2 separate regions of the Mus musculus genome follow, and region 2 is linked to region 1. Evidence: chromatin contacts called from public HiCAR-type data. All regions are on one chromosome and are shown on one strand. The core of a region is the stretch at or near the end of the contact, and the rest is flanking DNA. Distances in the headings are between cores, read along the strand shown.

The links. HiCAR-type assays count read pairs that join an accessible place to other places.
Region 2: a contact with region 1 is called in a HiCAR-type map of kidney, with 2.5 times the contacts expected there. The contact joins the promoter of Galnt14 here to the enhancer-like site in region 1. A contact is called at or near these places in 3 of 39 promoter capture datasets (the C10 cell line and hippocampal neurons), 6 of 484 Hi-C or Micro-C datasets (the C10 cell line, CD4 T cells, the Patski cell line and 2 more), 2 of 115 datasets of contacts at active chromatin or transcription factors (differentiating embryonic stem cells and kidney) and 3 of 9 other capture datasets (adipose tissue, liver and pancreatic islet).

The regions. Positions count from the first base shown.
Region 1 is chr17:73,637,368-73,642,021 of GRCm38.p6, reverse strand. All of the region lies in intron 1 of Galnt14 (polypeptide N-acetylgalactosaminyltransferase 14), which reads left to right. Among named protein-coding and RNA genes, the nearest start is that of Gm46602, 28 kb to the left of the region's middle. Within about 2 kb of position 2,146, at least 27 of the 459 cell types and tissues checked have an H3K27ac peak or open chromatin away from gene starts, as enhancers often do. A contact at or near this core is called in kidney and pancreatic islet, where this site is marked.
Region 2 is chr17:73,708,576-73,713,229 of GRCm38.p6, reverse strand. Galnt14 (polypeptide N-acetylgalactosaminyltransferase 14) reads left to right here and starts at 2,779. Exons shown (of 15, transcript NM_027864.2): 1 at 2,779-3,299. The coding sequence starts at 3,171.

The sequences.
Region 1 (4,654 bases), core at 897-3,396:
CCAGAAAGTTCAGGGGTTCTCCAGCGTTTACCCAGCAACGGGCAGAGACAGCTCTCTCAATCTCATGCTCTCGGGGCTGGCTCACCCATGCCTAAGTTGTCAGGGCCAGCTCTACTCTCTTGCCCAAGTGAGGTGCAGGGTCCACTCTCCAAAGTGCTACAGCAGGCAAAGTCTAGGACAGCTCTCCTGCTCTTATGCCATCAGGGCTGGCTCACCCACAGTCCCCACACCCAAGGCCAGCTCCACTTTGCTGCCCACGCTAGGTGCAGAGCCCGCTCTCCTGCGTGTTGCAGCTGGCAAAGGATAGCACCAGCTCTCCTAACTGTTTTAGATGGCGAGGAATGAAGAGGGGAGGATGGCATCTCTCCCTCTTCACCACCAGCACATGGCAGACAAGTGTCAGGGCCAGTTCTCCCGTGCTCACACCCTCCTAACCATCTTGCCAGTGACCTACCACTAGGGTCAGTTTTACTGTGCTTCCCAGGTGAGATATAGGACCCATTCTCTCGAGTGCTGCAGTTGGCGAGGGGCAGGGGCAGCTCTCCTGCTCTCATGACAACCATGATGCCCAGGTGAAGGGGTGGGCCATTTCTGCACAGCTCTCAGACATCAACATGGTCCCAGGTTGCAACCCAGACCAAAGATGTATGCCTGGTCTTTGGTGGTAACAGACACCTGTGGCTGCAGGACCATAGACCCTGACATTGCCCTCCATGGCACAGACCAAGACCTTAGGCGACATCACTGAATCCTCACATCAGGTCGTCCTTACTACCTTGCAGTCTCCGGATCATCTTTTCTTCATTGTGCCCACTTCCTTCCACTTCTCTTCAACTTCTATTTCTCCACCAGTTTCTTGCTCATCCGAGTGGTTTCTAGGGACACTGGGTGTCTGGGATCATCTCAGGAGTGCTCTCCGGAGTTCTGTGCCCTACCTGTGTCATCTGGCACCGTGCAAGGGTCGTCTCTGGTGTGGTCTGCCCACCTGGGCCTCCATGGTGCTCCGCTAGGGGTGATCTTGGGCTCCAGGGAGAAGTCTCCTCTCAGGCTTGCTTCCGGCCTTGGGGCTGTGTGGCACCAGGTGGGGGCAACTGTATTCTTAATGGGGCAGAAAACTAGACTTCCAAGGTAAAGAAATAGATGAAGGAATATTCTAGGTAGGATGAATACCTGACAGAGTCAACACTGGCATGCCTGCTTATTTTCTCACTTGCACAGTGATGTGGAAACTTGGAGCTCTGAGTTTGCTGGGGCAATGTAGCTGAGACTGGGCAGAGTCTGAGGCCCAAGTTAAAAGGCCAGTGTATGGAGTGGAGAGTTTGTTTCCAGAAGGGGAGACTGATAGTCATCGTTTCATATTAGGAAAGCCACCACAATGACATTTTAGACCATTCAGATTGGAGGGAGGATTTCACTTAACCTGAGAAGGGGTGGCGGGGGTGGGGGGAGGTCAGAGGTATTTGTAAGTAAGGTCTATAAGCCTATCAATGAACATAATGATTGAGAGATATCAGGAAGGGTCTACATTTCAGATTGAGCTGAGAAACTTGCTATTAAAATTGGGTTAGGTGAGAAAGAACACCTTTGGCCTGAGACACAGCAGGAAGGTTACAGGGGGGTATGGAGCTTATGTCGTCTGGGACACCCAGATCAAGCATCTGGAAGTGAGTTGAGCTGGCTAAGGTTGAACATTGACTGCTTGGGTATGGATGAGCAATCAGGACTGGCTTGACTGTTGGAGCAGGGCATGGGGTGGGACTCACAAGTCATTCCAAAAAAGGAAAGGGCTAGGGAGCTCAGAGGGGACGCAGAAGGAAAAGCCTCCCGGAAGAAAGTGCTCTTCTCCAAGCAGCCTCCTCAGTCCCAAGGCCACAGGATGGATCACACTGCCACAACCCCAGGTGGAGAAATGTAGGTGTTGGGTGGATGGATAGAAAGACGCGGGGGCCACAATACAGAGCCAGGTGGTTCTACAAATTGGCTGTCTCCAGGGCTGGCTCAGGCTTCCCTTGGAGAGAGGTGACCTGCTGGGCCCCAAGCACTGGAACTAATCAGGAGAGCTGTTTAGCTTAAACACATCACCCCAGCTGTGCCGAGCCTGGGCCCCGGGTGTCATGTTGACAGCAGCCAGCCCATTAAAGGTGCAGCTAGGCTGGCAAGGCACAGTTCTGAGGAGCTGCCATTAGCAGCATTTAATAGCAGGACTGTAGTTAATGGTTAGCAAATGTTTTATGAACAGGTTCCCTGTACTCTGTGAAGCCTGATTCAATTTATTCAGAATGGATTTGCTTTCCCCTTATTCACACACCAGTGTATATCATCTCTTTTACTTGACAGAAGGGCCTTCTTTCTGATAGGAGTGGGGTCTGTGTCATTTCTGACAGGAACAGGCCCTATGTTATCCCTGATAGGGGTGGGTCCTATATTATGCTGGTCCTCTTTAAGTTAATCATTGGTGGTAGGCCTATGTGCACGTCTGGGACTAAGTGGATATTTGGCAGAGCCAAACACTGGGATGCATTGCCTTTTGTTAGCAGAGAAAATTCTAGAAAGGTGGTGAGGTTTCAGAGTCTATCCAGGAAATCAGAGCCCCGCCTCCCCTCTCATCCTGGGCTAGGATGGCCTTGGTACCAGGCCTGTTCACAGTTCTGGTTTCCTCTTCATCTTTTGACAAGCTGTTTAACCTTTCTTAGGCTGGTCTCCTCACCTGTGAAGTACAGCTAATAACATCTGTCTTCTTCTAGGGGCAGAGTAGGAATTAATGACCATGAAGCATTTAAAAGGCTGTGAAAGGAGGGGCTTGGGTGTCAATAGTAAGCATTTAAACTGAGCCAGGAATTCTCATTGCAAGGGTAGGGGAAGGGAAACCTGGCATTGCCTTGGTAGTCTTCAGGTTGCTAGAATAGTCTCATAAATCCAATGGCTTAGAAATAGCAGGGGTATTATCATAGTTCTAAAGGCTGGGAAGTCCAAGTTCAAGGCCATTGGTATCTAGAAAGAGCACACTTCTGGATTATATACTGCATCTTCTTGCTATGTCCCAACTTGGTGGAAGGGGCAAGGGCTCCAATAGAGGGCATCTATTAAATGAGTACTGATTCATTCACGAGGACTCTGTCCCTGTGGTCTAATGACCTTCAAAAGCCTCCCACCTCCAATATCACCTTGGGGGGGGGTAGGATTACTACATGTTAATTTTGAGGGATAATACCATGTAGATCACAGTAGGCATTATTGATTGATGATATATTGCGTTTCAGAGAGCATTTATTTAGGGCAATCAACATTTGAGGCTTTGTGCATAAAATGCTGGCATTTCGGTTGAGAGTAGCAACATGTTGTGTTTTCTAGTTTAAATCCATGGAAATTGAATGGTGGTTTTGTTTGTTTTACCGTGTACATGTTTCTCTAAGGGCACACAGTAGAAGGCGCACGCGTGCGTGTGTGTATGTGTGTGTGTGATAGAGGCCAGTAATCAGTGTAAGGTGTCTTTCACAGTTGATCTCCACCCTATTTTTAAAGAAAGAAAGTTGAACTCCACCTGAAGTTCGTGGATTTGGCAAGACTGACTGGCCAGACAGACAGACCGAAGGATCAACATCCTCATCTGCATCCCTTGCTGAGATCACAGGCTCATGCTGCCAGGCCCAGCTTCTGTGTGACTGTGGGGACCCTGAACTCAGGTCCCCACACTTGCTTGGCAGGCACTTTACTCCAGGAGGCAGCCATCTCTTCAGTTCCCTATCTCTGCATTTTAAACAGAAACCATGAACATTAAATCACGTGACAAAGCCGCATCTACCTGGTTACCAGGAGTCATGTGGCTGTATCTTTTCAATGCCACTTCTAGTTCTCCGTGGCAGGACTTATTTTTCTAGCTCCCAAATGTGGTGTCTTTGTTAGAGCATTTGTATCTTTTATCACAGGTCTTTTGTTGGGGAATAATTTGAGTCACTGCATAGAGAATTTGAGAAGGGTGCCTAGTTATGGCACTCAGCAGTGTATGACTTTCAATAAATCTCTTAATATCTGGAAACCATTTTCTATAAAAAAATTAAGCTATGTAATAAGGCCTACTTCAAAATGCTGTGCTGGGCCAATGTGAAATTGGATCTAAAAACTGGGCACATGTCAGGTTCATTGCCAAGATGGGGAAGGAAGTGGATGCAGAGGGAACCTACAAACCTCACTCTTTCCTCTGTGTCAGCTCTCCCACCTTTCCTTTGTTAAGAATGGCCTGCTGCCTGGAAAACATACCTAAGGGCTAGAGACCTCTGAGTCCTCCATGAACCCAGAAGATGTCCTCTTGATTCTGGTCAAGAACAAGGTACAGTTACTTGTTCTCAATACCCAGAGTCAACCTGATGCTCTATCGTAACAGCAGACTCACCAAGAACTCATCTGTGACCCAGACACCCTGCTCAACCCCTTCCTGAATTATTGCTATGCCCAATGCTCAATGCTCCCATCAGTGCCTCCCACTGACTAAACCTCATCCTAAACCAAAGTACAGATGCCCCTGGGGTGGGCTTGTAAGGGTCAGCACCCAGAGGACAAAGACAGAACTGTGTCCCTAAGGTGGGAGAGGGGTGAACAGGACCCAACAAGTATGCAAGCTAGGTTTCAAGTGTGAGAGGCGTGAGAGAGGAGACAC
Region 2 (4,654 bases), core at 1,530-4,029, 71 kb before region 1:
GGGTTCTCTGTAAGAATGTCACACTACACAGGGGCAAATTGGACCTCAGAGATACGAACGGGCTGAAGAATTGTGACCAGGAGGTAGGCTCTATTTAGGTGGAATGAGACTCCTAATTCAGAGCAGATTTTTATTTTGTTTTGTTTTCTTACAAAATTGCTCAGAGATTTTTCTCCCTATCTTGGTTGTGATGAGAAAGAAGTAGTTTGGGTTAGTCACCAATGATATAGCTCATCTACCCTGTGGGGTCACCAGGGCTCTGTGCTGTTTAGGCTGATGTGTGTGTATGTGTGTGTTTTCTTGTGTGAGTGTATGTGCACAGGCATGTGAAGACCATAGGATAACCTTGGGTGCTTTTCTTCAGTATCATCCATCTTGTGTTTTTGAGACACAGTCTTTCACTGGCCTGGAATTTCTCAAGCAGACTAGGATAGCTGGCCAGTGAACTTGTATTGACTTACCCGTCTCTGCCTCCTCAGCGGTGGGTGTACAAGAATTCAGTTTCTTTCTTTAAGTGAGTCTAGGAATTAGACTCAGAACCTTGTGCTTGCAAAGCAACCACTGTACAGACTGAGTCATTGCCATGCCCCTAACTCCGTTATTAAAAGAACTTTGACTATCTGCCCAAGCTTGGAGAACTCTAAGATACACTGGAGTGAGACCTACCATGCTGGGACCTGCCTGGAGATTTTTTTTCTGGCTTCCAAAACTTAGAAGACTCACCTGTAGTGTCCTCCCATTTGTAATGGCACTTACTGGCCTAAAAGCCTAGACCAACATATTCTATAGTTGGGTCGGTTAATTGCACTTAGCAAAATCGGAGCCTTTAGAAATCTTTCAAGGCCCAGGGACTCTTCCCCATGTGAGAGGAGGACAAAATAGTGATTCAAGAGCAAGAGCTTTAGAAGAATATCTTTGTTCTTCCCAGTGTTACGTACTCTCCCGCGGAGCTGTTTCACCCCAGGGCCTTGGTTTCCCCGTATGCCAGTCTGAGTGAAGCAGGCGTGTGAGGCTGCACCATCTCAGGAGCTTGGCGGTGGTGTTGTGTAACTGTCTGCCATCTGTTACTCAGAAACAGCCCCACAAAGCGCTGAGCAATGGACTCCGCTGCTGCAGCTCCTGCCTGGCGCTCATCAGCGAGTCTACAGCTTGCTCGGGAGGTTCTCGGCAGAGCTGACACAGAACACTTTGCAGGCCCAGGACTGGGACTCTAGGGTGAGGCTCTTGGAAGAGATCCAGAGAGCTCAGAAAGCTGCGGGAGTAGGTGCTCTTGCCACTCGCCAATGCTCCTTGGACAGTTATTCACCGAGGCCTTTGCCTGCTTAAACAACATCTGGAGAGAGTGGACCCAACCTTTCAGAGGCTACGGGTCCAATAGAGACAAGTGTGAGATGCCAGCAGGGCTCTGGGGGCTGACAAGCCTTTTCTGGCTGATTGATTTCCAACCTCAAATTTCTTACCTACATCTCCGCTCCAGAGCCTTTGCCTTATGGCCGAAAGACAAGGTATCAAACACCGGAGCTGTTGGGGGGTGGGGGACACCTCTGTTTCTGAGCAAGTGTCTGGAGGGCTCCATGGCACTGGAGGAGGAATTCTGGAGAACTGACTGGTACCTTTCTCACCTGCAGTCGAGTGTGGGTGCTACCCCTATACTAAGCTCCAGTCTGTGAGTGAAGACAGCAGGGAGCATGCCGCTGGGCCACTCGGTGTCATTCTCACTTGGAGAAACTTGGAGCATCCCTGTAACTAAAACAAGGACTCCAGTGGCCAGGGCTCTGCAGACTTCGCAAAAACTTCCACCTTTTCTCTCTGAACTCTGAGGTAACGCAGCATTCACATCTGAAGATGAGGCACAGTCTTAAGACTTAAGGAAGGGAGAGGCTGACGCTGTGATTTGCCCTGTTGGTTGGGTAGGCTAGGCTAGAAACCACACCTCCCTATTCTAGAGATATGGTTAGAAATTCATCCAGCCCACCTGAGGCCTGTATGGAAACTGGAGTCAGAACTGTTCCTGTCTCTAAATCCAAGTGACTTTAGTCTGTAGCTGGAAGATGTATTCCTTAAAGGCAACTGGGAAAGGGATTTGGGGAGCTACTCCCACACACCCCAGGGCCACCTTTCACAAAACTTCCGGTGGTTGTGCTAACATTAGACCCTTTTTTTCTGGCAAGCCCCAGAAAAAGGGCTTATTTTTACAAGGAGAAAAAAAAAATCCTCAGGGATTTACTTTTGCCTTAATTTTTAAAAGGACATCTTTCGAGTTAAATTTAGACCAGCTCAGTTTTCCATTAAGAGAAAGTTGCCAGGCACCTACCTGCTCAAAGGCAAAGAATACCCTGGGGAGATGGCTGAACTCGACCTTGGCCCTGAAATGGTCAAGTCTGAACTTGAGACAACATCTGGGTCAACCAACCCTACTATCCCAGTGATGGCTCCCGGCTAGCGAACCCTCCTGTGAGCACCATGTGCAGAGCCCCGCAGCAAACAGAAACTCCTCCCCGGTAGTGCCTCACCTGGCGCGGGCTAGTCCTTAAGTATCAGCTTGCTTGATACAAGTCAGTATCCTATAACCGGTCCCCGCCCAACCCCTCCCAGCACAACCCTAGCCCAGGATGGTCCCAGAGCTGCATCCAAGGTCCCTCAACCGCAGGGTGCTCCACGGTCGGCGGGAGGCGGTAGCGCCCCCGCTCAGAGCCCGGTTCGCTCCCGCCCCGCTCTCCCTCGGAGTCAGTCTGTCTGTCGGGCCCGCCCTCCCTCCGCGCTCCCTCCTCCTCGTGCTCCTCCGGGGGTGCCGGGCACAGCCTCGGATTCCACCTTCCCGGCTGCTCGAGTCAGTTTCCCTCGCGGCAGCAGCGGGCAAAGGCAGCCGCGGCGCACAGCAGCATCGCAGCGGCCGCCGCGGCTCTCCGTTTGGAGCGGGCGCCGGGCTGAGCTGCCCCTCGTCCCTGCCCGGCCGCGTCTCTAGTCTCCGGCGCCCCTCGCCGCTCCGTTCCCGGCTGTGGCTTCTCTCCGAAGCGGGCGGGGCAGGATCCCGCCATCCAACATCGGGATCCCAGGAGCAGCGTTTCTCCTAGAGCGAGGCGCTCGGCAGACTCGTGCCCCGCCACCCCTGACCGCCGGGGGGTGCCCCAGGGACGCGTCGCCACCAAGAGAAGCAGGCAGAGGGGACCATGCGGCGGCTGACTCGCCGCTTGGCGCTGCCCATCTTTGGGGTGCTCTGGATCACCGTACTGCTGTTCTTCTGGGTCACCAAGAGGAAGTTGGAGGTGCCGCTGGGACCCGAAGTGCAGACCCCCAAGGTATGCCGTTTCGTGGCGCACAGGGCACAGGGCACCGGGCACTGGCAGGTGGAAGGGTGCGTGGTCCACGCACTGGGATTGAGGGTTCAAATGCAGGGGTGTCGAGGTGCTGCGATGGGGAACAGGCGCGGGATGCGGCCATGGGGAGGTGCTTGTGGAATTTAAGAAGCTTGGGGCGTCTCCATATCTTTGGCGTGTGTAAGTGGCAGTGGGCGTGGGTGGTGGGCGCGCGCTCGCAGACAGAGCCGGGCTCCCAACTTAACTAGCAGTCCGGTGGCCAAGGGGGCGCTGCGGACTAGCTACTTTGGGACTGGCGGTCGGTGGGTGCCGCTGGAGGGTCACTGGAGGTTGCTGGGTGAGCGATGCTGGCACCCATGAGAAGTCTGGTGGATTTGCGGACTCCTTCCCTTTGCTGCCAGGCCCCAGAGGAGGAGACGATGACCCGGGTGCTGTGCGCACGTGAACAGCACTAGCGACCCCCCTGGAGGCCTCCCAGCCTTCCCTACCCACCTGGCCTGGCCTGGTGCCACCGGCTCTGTGAACTGTTCCCCAGTTCATTTGCTGCGTTGGAAGTTGAATGCGCTCAGGACAGCACGGAGGAGCCCATAAGAACAGAAACCTTCCTACTGGCAGGGAGTTGTGGAAATGGGAATCCAAGTGGCTTTCCCAACTCTTGTCCAGTCGGTGCAGCCCAGAGGAGTGGAAGGTTCCCCCTACTGGCTCTCTCTTGAGATTCAGAGCCCCTGTCTTTCTTTTCCACAGCCTTGACCAGGGGAAACAGAGCGAGGCTTCTGGGGATTTGCTGGCAGCTAAGCAACCTTTATGAGCCCAGGGCAATCTCTAGGAGTGGGAAAAGACCTTGGAGGAGCCTGTAGTCGGAAAGAGGAAGACATGAACATCTCTGTGTTAAGTAGGAGTGGATCTCACCGATAAGTACAGTAGGGAGGGCCTACTGTGTGCTAAGTGCATAGTTGGTGTTTTCTTCATAAGGAGTTGTTTAATATTGTTCTTATTTCATAGATGGGGAAACAGGCCAAGAGTCTTTAATTAACTCGTCTTAGATCGTTCTGGGTTTGAACTCAGACCTCCACAGAATTTTCCCACTTGGATCCCAATAGACTCTTCTTTTAACCAAAGTACATTTTAAACCAAAGTTTTGGAATCTTGCCAATATTAGTTGATCGAAATAAGCATTTAGTTTAGCACCCATGGAGCTAGGCTCGGTGCCATTGGATGCAGAGATGCAGGATTTTCTCCTTGGTGGAGGGTGGTCTGCTCATCAGTGGTCCAGGACACGCAGGATTGATAGTCAAGTGGGGTCACTGCACTGGGTGTCATGGGAGCCCGGCCACTGC